3 separate regions of the Mus musculus genome follow, and all the other regions are linked to region 1. Evidence: chromatin contacts called from public ChIA-PET and Hi-C data. All regions are on one chromosome and are shown on one strand. Each heading gives the region's core, a stretch centred on a gene start, on an enhancer-like site or on the middle of the called end of the contact. The rest is flanking DNA. Distances are from core to core; before and after follow the strand shown.

Region 1 (2,784 bases), core at 97-2,596:
AGCCAGAGGGTAGGAGAAGGGGTGTGTACCTCTGCCATGTTTATGTAAGCAAAAGCCTCCTGGCCAGCTCAGCACTAGGGTTCTCATTTCAGACGTAAGGACCAAAGGCACATCTGTGATTTGGCATCCAGCACATATAATATTCTGCAGGCACCTGAACGCAACATGGATGTGTCTTCTATGGGGCCCTTAGCTGTTACCTGAGACCTCAGCTGTCCCAAAGAGAGCTGTAGGAAGCATGCCAAATACCAGCTTGGTGGCTTGGCCTTGGTTGGACCTATTAGGTACCGAAGCCCCCAGCTCCTGGCTCCTGGATTTGGCCTCCTGTGGACCCTCCCTGGAGCCTCCTCTAGGAAGGCTTTGCTGTGTGGTTCACAGAGAGAAGACTAGCGCTCATGAGGTGGGGAGAGAAACCCCTTGAAACACCATAGGCAGCTGTTTCCCCTGCTTGCTGTCCCCTCTCCAGGGAGGCTTCAAAAGCCATTAATCGGCTCACATTCCTTGGTGACTCCAACACCCTCTATAGCTCCCTAGTGAGAACTATGGGCCAGAGCCAAGGGCACATTTGGGGTCTTTTGACAGAGGAAGTTGAAGAGGAGGTTTGAGGAGGCTGAGAAAGATGGGTTGTACTCAGAAGATAAAGCCAAGCTAAATGAGCAGCCTTTGCTCTGTAGATAGCATTCTAGGGGGCATGACTTCCTGGGTTTGGATCCCAGTACTGACACTTAGTCTCTGAGTGACTCTGAGTAAGACGCTTGCCATCTCTGTGTTCCACCCACCTCATTTACAGACGTAGGCACTGACGTTGCGTTCTTCAAGGGTAGTTGGAAGGATGTGTCAAACCTTCAGGGCTACACTGACTGTCTTACTTCTCCTGGGTCCAGCCTGTGAGCGCAAGAACGCGGAGGCGGTGAGGATATTGGTGCGATACAACGCAGACGCCAACCACCGCTGTAACAGGGGCTGGACCGCACTGCACGAGTCTGTCTCCCGCAATGACCTGGAGGTCATGGAGATCCTAGTGAGTGGCGGGGCCAAGGTGGAGGCCAAGAATGTCTACAGCATCACCCCTTTGTTTGTGGCTGCCCAGAGTGGGCAGCTGGAGGCCCTGAGGTTCCTGGCCAAGCATGGTGAGTGGCCACACAGAACAGCTACCAAAGACCTCAGAGGTCAGCTGGGAGGGGAAGTTGCACTGGGGTCATCTTGTGGCATCCTCTGATCCAGAGCCCCACAGGGCTGTGTGGAGGACTCTTAGGCCAGGTTTAGGTTCTGTAGAGCTATGGAGAGATGCTGCTAGGTGCTTCCTGTCTTACTATCTCAGATCGAGCTCAACATCCTCCTTTCACAAAAGAGGAATCTGAGGCCTGCAAAGGGGAAGTGACTTAGCTACGGAATTAGCTGTAGAGCTATCTAGATTCTTGGACTCTTGATGCCCAAACCACTACACATCACACTGCTGGGACAGAAAGACCTCAGATGGAGATCACATCCTTGTTTTGCAGGTGATAAAAACCAAGGAAGGACCAGGGTGGGAAAGTGATTTGTCCAAGATCACACAGTAGGTTATTGATACAAATGGGATTTGAACCCAGGTCTCTGCCCTAGTTTCCCCCCCCCCCCCCAAAAAAAAGAAAAAGAAAAACAACAACAACAAAACAAAATCAAAAACAAAAAAAACCGTAACAGGAGAAACTAAAACCATACTGCTTGCACCATGATGTTGCAGTAGCAAAGACCTCAAAAACATGAATAAAAACTGAGTATTTTGACAACCCACTCCAAGCTCTCCTGCGATTGTCTTTCCCTCTCAATGGAAGGAAGTTCTGTCTGGAGAACTGGAGAGGCCGAGACTATGCAGAAGTGTTGGGGCTGTGCTGCAACAAACCAGTGAGGACCTACTGTGTGTCAGGCCTCCTGCTAAGCATGGACCTATGACAGATAGGTAGAGTGTGGCCCAGGGGACCCATCCTAACCCCACTGTATACTTGAGGGGATCGAGGCTCAGACAGGTTAAGTGATTGCTCACTGTAAGAGCCTGGATCTGACCTGTGTCTGCCTCTCAGCCTAGGAGATGGACCCTGGGCCTGACTAAGGCTCTTAGCCAGGGATGACTGCAATGAACACTCTGACAACTCAGTGGAGTCCTGGAGCCCAGGCCAGCAAGCTGTGCTGAGGGCAAGGGTGCAGTGGGTGAGGGGGACCTCCTCTCCAGGCAGTCGCCCTCTTCCCTGCCGATATTGAGGCAGGGACTGCTCCCTTCATGGGGAGTTAAAGCCAGTTCCTATACAAATATTTTCCTTATGTGAGCAGGCTGCTTTGCTCAAGCCTAGGCCTGCGGGGGAGCCTAAGCATGAGGCCCAGGGGCTTGTTAAAGGTGTCCCTATACTGTTCCTCTGAGGGAAGGGACAGTCTCTGCCCTGAGCTCTGTCTAGACAGCAGTGGCTTCTGAGGCTGGTGCTATGTTTCTGTTATGTTATTTACACCTCACCCTAAACAGGAGAGGGCAGGACTATGACTCTTGACTAACAAGCAGGTAAACTGAGGCTTCTAAAAGCTGTCTAAGGCCCCAGAGCTTGGGAGTCATGGTACAGAAACTTTCATGGTCCTGATGAGCCCTCAAGGCCTGGTGCTCTTCTCAGAAGGCCAGGACAAGTCCTCCGCTGCTGAAAATGAAGTCATCGGAAAGGGTGAGAGGAGCAGATGGCTCTGACAGAGGAGCTGTGGCTGACACAAGCCTTTGATCTCAGCCTTTACTGAGCTATCTCAGCTAATCTTCGTCTACAG
Region 2 (2,784 bases), core at 92-2,591, 220 kb after region 1:
TAGATGAGATCACCAACAAGGTGAGTGGTGACCTTAGAGGTGGAGAAACAACCCGGGATGGCACTCCCTCTGGGAAATGAGGAAGAACTAACAGGAGAGAGAAGTAGTGATTACTGAATGGAAGGAAACCAGGCGCATGCAGTATCCACTTGAGGTAGGGTTAATCAGTTATGTAAAATATTGTAGCTCTGCCAGAGGAGATGCTTCAAGAGCTGACCATTGGCTTTAGCAATGGAGTGCCTCGGTGACCTTGGGAAATACAGTTTTGTTGTTCTAGTGGGAAGAGGGCGAAAGGAAAAAAAATATTCTGGACGAAAACTGGAGAGAGAAGTGATTGTTAAAAGAACTGCCTGTGGTGGTTGGAATGATAAATGTCCCAAATTGGCTAGCGTAGCTGATCACTTGGCCCCCAGCTGGTGGCTGTTTGGGGAGGTTGTGGAACTGTCAGGAGGGTGTTTTTGTGCACTGTGTAAAGATTGTTCTTTCAATTATTCAAACGCTGATCTCTCTGCCAGCAGAGAGTTGGCGTGCGGGCCTGACTCTGGTATTGTTATTCATATGGCTGCATTATTTCTTGTAAACATTTCTCCCTACACCTTCTGATTGGTTTAATAAAGAACTGAATAGCCAACAGCTGAGGAAGGAGAGGAGATGCCGGACTTTCAGGGAGAGAGAAGACTCTAGGAGTCAGGCACGGAAAGATCTGCCAGCCAGATGCAGAGGAAGTTACTAGGTGTTACTACGGAGACGACTTAACAAGCCATGTGGCGGGACAGAGCTAGATGGTTGGGTTTGCTTAGATGAGGTAGTTGAGAGTCTGCCAAGCTAAGGCCAAGCTTCCATAAGAGCAAAAGGTCTCCCAGTCATTTCTGGAAGCTGGTGGGTTCAAGATGGTCCTGTTATAAATGATGCCCTATGTTGGGTGCCAAATATAACATGGCATTCTTGGATCACCTTCTCTGGAATAATGACACAGAGACCTTTTATTAATGATGAATGCTCTAGTCCTTAGCTTGGCAGACTCTCAACTAGTTCTTAACTTAAAGTAACCCATGTATTCTATGGTCTGCCATGTGACTTGTTGCCTTTCCTCGGTTTTGTATGTCCGATGTCCTCCAAGTCTGGTTGGTGAATCTTCCTGCCTCTGACTATTGCCCAGAGTTCCTATCTCTGCCGGATGTCCCGCCTATGCTCTCTTGCCTAGCTATTGGCCGTTCAGCTCTTTATTACACCAATTAGAAGGCACCTTAGTCAGATGAGGCAGGACAGAAACATCTTCACACGGTGTACGAAAATACTCTCCCAACCTGGAACCTTTAGCAGGTAGGCTTTGATGGAGGAAGTGTGCGGTTGTGGCTTTAAGGGTGGAGCCTGGCCCCACATCCTGTTTCTTTTCTCTTTGGTTCCTGTGTATAGATAAAAACGACCAGCCAGTTCCCTGCTGCTGCTATGCTAGGCCTTCCCCACCTTGATGGGCTCTATCCCCCTGAACTGTGAGGCACAATAAATTCTTTCTCGTGTTGTGTTTGGTGGTCATAGTATTTTTACCACCACACGTGGAGAGAAAAGCAAAGCACTGGCTTTAGGAGTCTTTTTTTATTTTTAAATAAAGAGCAAAATAAGATTATGTCTGCATGCTCAAGTTAGAAGTCCTTTAAAAGTAAAAATCATGGAGGACAAAGAGTGGAGAACGTTGCCTGTATTCCAGGGTAGATAAAAGAATCTGGATTTGACCGGAAACCAAATGTTTAAATATAAATGCCAGGGGAGGAGGGAGGAGGTGGGGAGGAGGGAGGAGGTGGGGAGGAGGGAGGAGGTGGGGAGGAGGGAGGAGGTGGGGAGGAGCGTGGAGAGGAAGCGTGTCTTTGTGATCTTGTCATCTTGTCAATAGACCTCTGGGGAGAAAACTGGCTATGAAACAGTTAAGTGGGAGAGTGAACTGTGGACTGGGAAACACCATATAACTGGTGGGTAACTTCCCAGTTAAGGTTTGTCACTGTGACTCTAAAACCACAGGATCCACATTATACATTTTTTTATCTAAACATATCCATCATATGGGGCAGGTACTCGTGCAGGGGGAGTGTGACTTCATGAGGGATGTATTTATCCAAGCATGTTTGAAAAAGGAAATGCCAGAAAGGATACAGGTAGGGATGAGTAATACTGGTGGACTTGACCTTAAGGGGAAAAAGAAAGATATGAAGTAGAAGATACTAAAAAGACAGTAGGGTCAGTAAGTACTGGCCAGGAGAGTGAGAAGAGCCGCTAAGCAAAGAACAGTAGCTAGAGTTGAAATCACAGGAAGGTTGTAGTTGATTATCGAAATGAGTGCCTTGAACCCCATGGTTCCAGGGAGATAGAGTCCACCATGCTGGGAAATGTACTGTGTGGTGACGCCAGCAGGAAACCAGCTGGCCGTATTTCATCTATACACAGGGAGCAGCAAAGTAAGCCAGTTCACAAAACTGGGAAGCCAGAGTGTCAGAAGACAACACTTAATACCAGTAAGAATGTTGACAGGGACATATGTGTTGATGGATCCAAGAGCAAGGGAGTAGTAATGAACAATGAGACTGTGTGTCTGATGGTCAGATGACAGCAGCTGTAGGTCTTAGAGGTAAGGAAATAATGGCCTGAGGGTGGCTATGGCGAGTGAAATAACCCCTAACCCCTGGCCCAAGCCCAGCGGCACATGTCACATTACATGGGTTTTTAGGAAAGCTGTGTCCTTGGGAAGAGCCAGCTCCCATTAGGCTAAAAAGGTGAAGGAAATTAGAGAAA
Region 3 (2,784 bases), core at 124-2,623, 160 kb before region 1:
TAAACATGAACACATACACACAAACACAAGCATACACAAGGAAACATGCACATATATATGCAGCAACACATACAAACACACCACACACAAATATGCACATATACACACATAAATGCAAGCGCACACACACATATATACACACATACATACATGGACACCCAAACACACCACATACAAACATGCATACATACACACACAATCAAGCACACAAACACACACACACACAAACATACACACACATATACATGAACATACACAAACACACTCTTTTTCCCCATCTTGTTTTAAGACAGGATCTCACTCTGTAGAGTAGGAAGGCCCCAAGGCCAGAGTCTTTCTATCACCATCTCTTGCATGGGAGAATTCCAGGCCTGCACTACCACACCCGGCTTTCCCATTAGAAATCAGGCTGTCTTTTGAATACTTTCCATATTTCTAGTTCTGAGGTCTTTGTGGAGTATAACATGGCCTTATAAGCCATGTTTGTTTGTTTTTTAATCTCTACTTGCCCCCCCCTTTTTTAATGATGCCACTTGGTGAACAAAGGGTTTTTGATTTGTTTTGTTTTTAAATGCTTTAGGTTTATTTTTGTGTGCACAAGCAGAGTGTTTTGCCCGTCTGCACACATGTGCAGTTGCTGAGTGCCCACAGAGGATTGGAAAGCTCCGTGTGATGCGGGGAACCAAACTCGTGTCTTCTGAAGAGCAGTAAATGCTCTTACCTATGGGGCCACCTCTCCGACCCCTTGTTTTGCTTTTGACAGGGAATTTCCCATTTTCTGTCAAGGATCCAGAACCAGCTGGGTGGCCACACCTACATTTCCTGCATCAAAAAAAAAAAAAAAAAAAAAAAAAATTCCCCAAAACTTTCATTTTTTAAAAATGGACACAGGCTGTCTGATGTAAGCGCTGGGAACCAAACTTGGTCCTAAGCAAGAACAACTCTGTTCAGCTCCTAAGTGCCGAGCTGCCTCCAGCCCCCTTGAGTTTTTAATGGAGATATAATTGTGCATGCAGAAACATATGTACATGTGCACAAATTATACACAAACATCTGGAAACGCTTTTATAAAGCCATGCTCCAAGTCCCAGAAGGCTGCTTCCTGTTCTCTCCCCCACCTCTTCCCTTCCCCTTCCTTCCCTCCCAGGCCCTTCTGTCCCTTCCCTAAGGGTGACCACTGTCTTCTTCAAGCAGCATGATTCAGTGATACATGCAACCAAACTTTACTGTCAGGAGTGTATGTGAGTGTGTGTGTGTGTGTGTGTGTGTGTGTGTGTGTGTGTGTGTGTGTGAGTTGGGGTAACTTAGGCAGATAAGTTCTTCCAGGAAGTTGTGTGGCACTGTGGTCTGTCCCCTCTGCTGACTAATTCTCTCTCTTGGAAACACTCAGCTTTCTTGTCTATTGTGCTGATGGCAGCTTAATGGATCTGCTAATAGCAGCTTAGTGGCTCTTCAGGACTCCCTTGCCCATGTCTTCTGGGAAGTCCAATGGCTTGTCCAGTCATGTGTCCTTGGAGGCTGTGGTTGGGTCCTCGGTGTTAGCAGTCTCCACTTGTGAGGGACCCAGGTTGACAAACCTGGTGAAAGGCTGTATGTAGAGATGAATGCCACTGGCTTAGGGCTGATCACATCCTCCATCCTGCCTAAGAACGGGGTGAGGGTTACCCAAATGCAGCATGATTGTGGGGCATCTTTGGACTTTGGTCTTAAGCATCCTGCATCTGCCCTGTAAGACGTTGCTGCTCTTTATAAGTCAACTAGTCCCAGGTATTTTACAGCAGGAAGGGACAGAGACACTGGCCTCTTGTGTGCCTGTTGCTTTATGAAGAGAGCATAAGAGCGCAGAGCTAGGAGAATGCCCCCAAAGTCTCCTCTGGGCTACACGGGACTCTGGGTCACCAGAAGACCTTTCTCCCTCCAAGCTGTAGACGTGATGTTTTCTAGAAACTACCAGCAACCCAGTTAACAGTGAAAGGGCTCATCCTAACCTAGCATGCAAACCTAAAAGCTCCTAGTTTTATGTCTTCAGACTATAATCCCACATCTACAGACCCTATATTATCGTTAGCCAAAAAGAGAGAAGAAGGTTTCAGCAACTTCTTCATCCGTAACTTCAGAACCACTAAGTCGGTAAGTGTGACTACTGGAGAGACTTCCTACTGCATACCTTCCTGACTGCCTCTTCCAACACTTCTTTCTGCTTAAAATCTGATTTAATAAAAAAAAAATAATAAAACTTCTTTCATACAATATTTTCTAATCACACACTTCCCTCCTGGAACTCCTCCCAGATCTGACGTAACCTCTCAATTCCAGGCCCTTTCTATTATCCGTGTGTTCATCTTATCAGTCCACTGGAGACAAGACTTTTATCTGTCAAGTTTGACAGTCATCCTCTGGGACTGCCCAGAACCAACTATAGAACCTTCTGGAAAGTTCATCTACAGAACCTTCTAGTTGAATTCTGCTGCTTTGACCAACCCCAGTCACCTGGCTGCCTTCTGGAGATGAAAAAAAATTAGCAGCAGAGACTCTCTAGTTTTCTCAAACTCCAGTGAAATACTCCTCTAGAAGTCCCTGTTGTGGGAGACAATTAGAAACCTAATGTTGGGGACAGGAACAGGAGCAAGTGGTGGGGCTTTTGCCGCCAGGCCAGTGGGCAGATGGGAAACAGTTAACCTTGGGTTGGTGAGTTTAAGAGGATTACTTTATGATGCTGTTCTTACCATGAATCTACATTAAACTTCATGTCATTGAATTTTATATGTGGACACTCTCAGTTCC

Evidence for each region. Hi-C and Micro-C count contacts between places; a contact is called where the count stands out from the background. ChIA-PET counts read pairs in DNA pulled down with a chosen protein or histone mark.
Region 2: an RNA polymerase II ChIA-PET map of memory CD8 T cells shows a contact between it and region 1, with 38 read pairs. The contact joins two enhancer-like sites. A contact is called at or near these places in 3 of 39 promoter capture datasets (cranial neural crest, frontonasal cranial neural crest and second pharyngeal arch cranial neural crest), 1 of 484 Hi-C or Micro-C datasets (nephron progenitors), 3 of 115 datasets of contacts at active chromatin or transcription factors (T-cell acute lymphoblastic leukemia, embryonic stem cells and memory CD8 T cells) and 1 of 9 other capture datasets (embryonic stem cells).
Region 3: a contact with region 1 is called in a Hi-C map of Th1 cells, with 2.0 times the contacts expected there. The contact joins two enhancer-like sites. A contact is called at or near these places in 25 of 484 Hi-C or Micro-C datasets (B cells, the Ba/F3 cell line, the G1E-ER4 cell line and 13 more), 3 of 115 datasets of contacts at active chromatin or transcription factors (CD4 single positive thymocytes, large pre-B cells and thymic regulatory T cells) and 2 of 9 other capture datasets (embryonic stem cells and liver).

What each region holds. Positions count from the first base shown.
Region 1 is chr12:103,331,638-103,334,421 of GRCm38.p6, reverse strand. Asb2 (ankyrin repeat and SOCS box-containing 2) reads left to right here. Exons shown (of 10, transcript NM_023049.1): 6 at 885-1,130. Among named protein-coding and RNA genes, the nearest start is that of Gm15523, 3.8 kb to the left of the region's middle. Within about 2 kb of position 1,346, at least 67 of the 459 cell types and tissues checked have an H3K27ac peak or open chromatin away from gene starts, as enhancers often do. A contact at or near this core is called in Th1 cells, memory CD8 T cells and regulatory T cells, where this site is marked.
Region 2 is chr12:103,115,403-103,118,186 of GRCm38.p6, reverse strand. The region is part of intron 30 of Unc79 (unc-79 homolog); the gene reads right to left. Among named protein-coding and RNA genes, the nearest start is that of Prima1, 130 kb to the left of the region's middle. Within about 2 kb of position 1,341, at least 26 of the 459 cell types and tissues checked have an H3K27ac peak or open chromatin away from gene starts, as enhancers often do. A contact at or near this core is called in memory CD8 T cells, where this site is marked.
Region 3 is chr12:103,489,985-103,492,768 of GRCm38.p6, reverse strand. No RefSeq gene overlaps it. Among named protein-coding and RNA genes, the nearest start is that of Ifi27l2b, 34 kb to the right of the region's middle. Within about 2 kb of position 1,373, at least 12 of the 459 cell types and tissues checked have an H3K27ac peak or open chromatin away from gene starts, as enhancers often do. A contact at or near this core is called in Th1 cells and regulatory T cells, where this site is marked.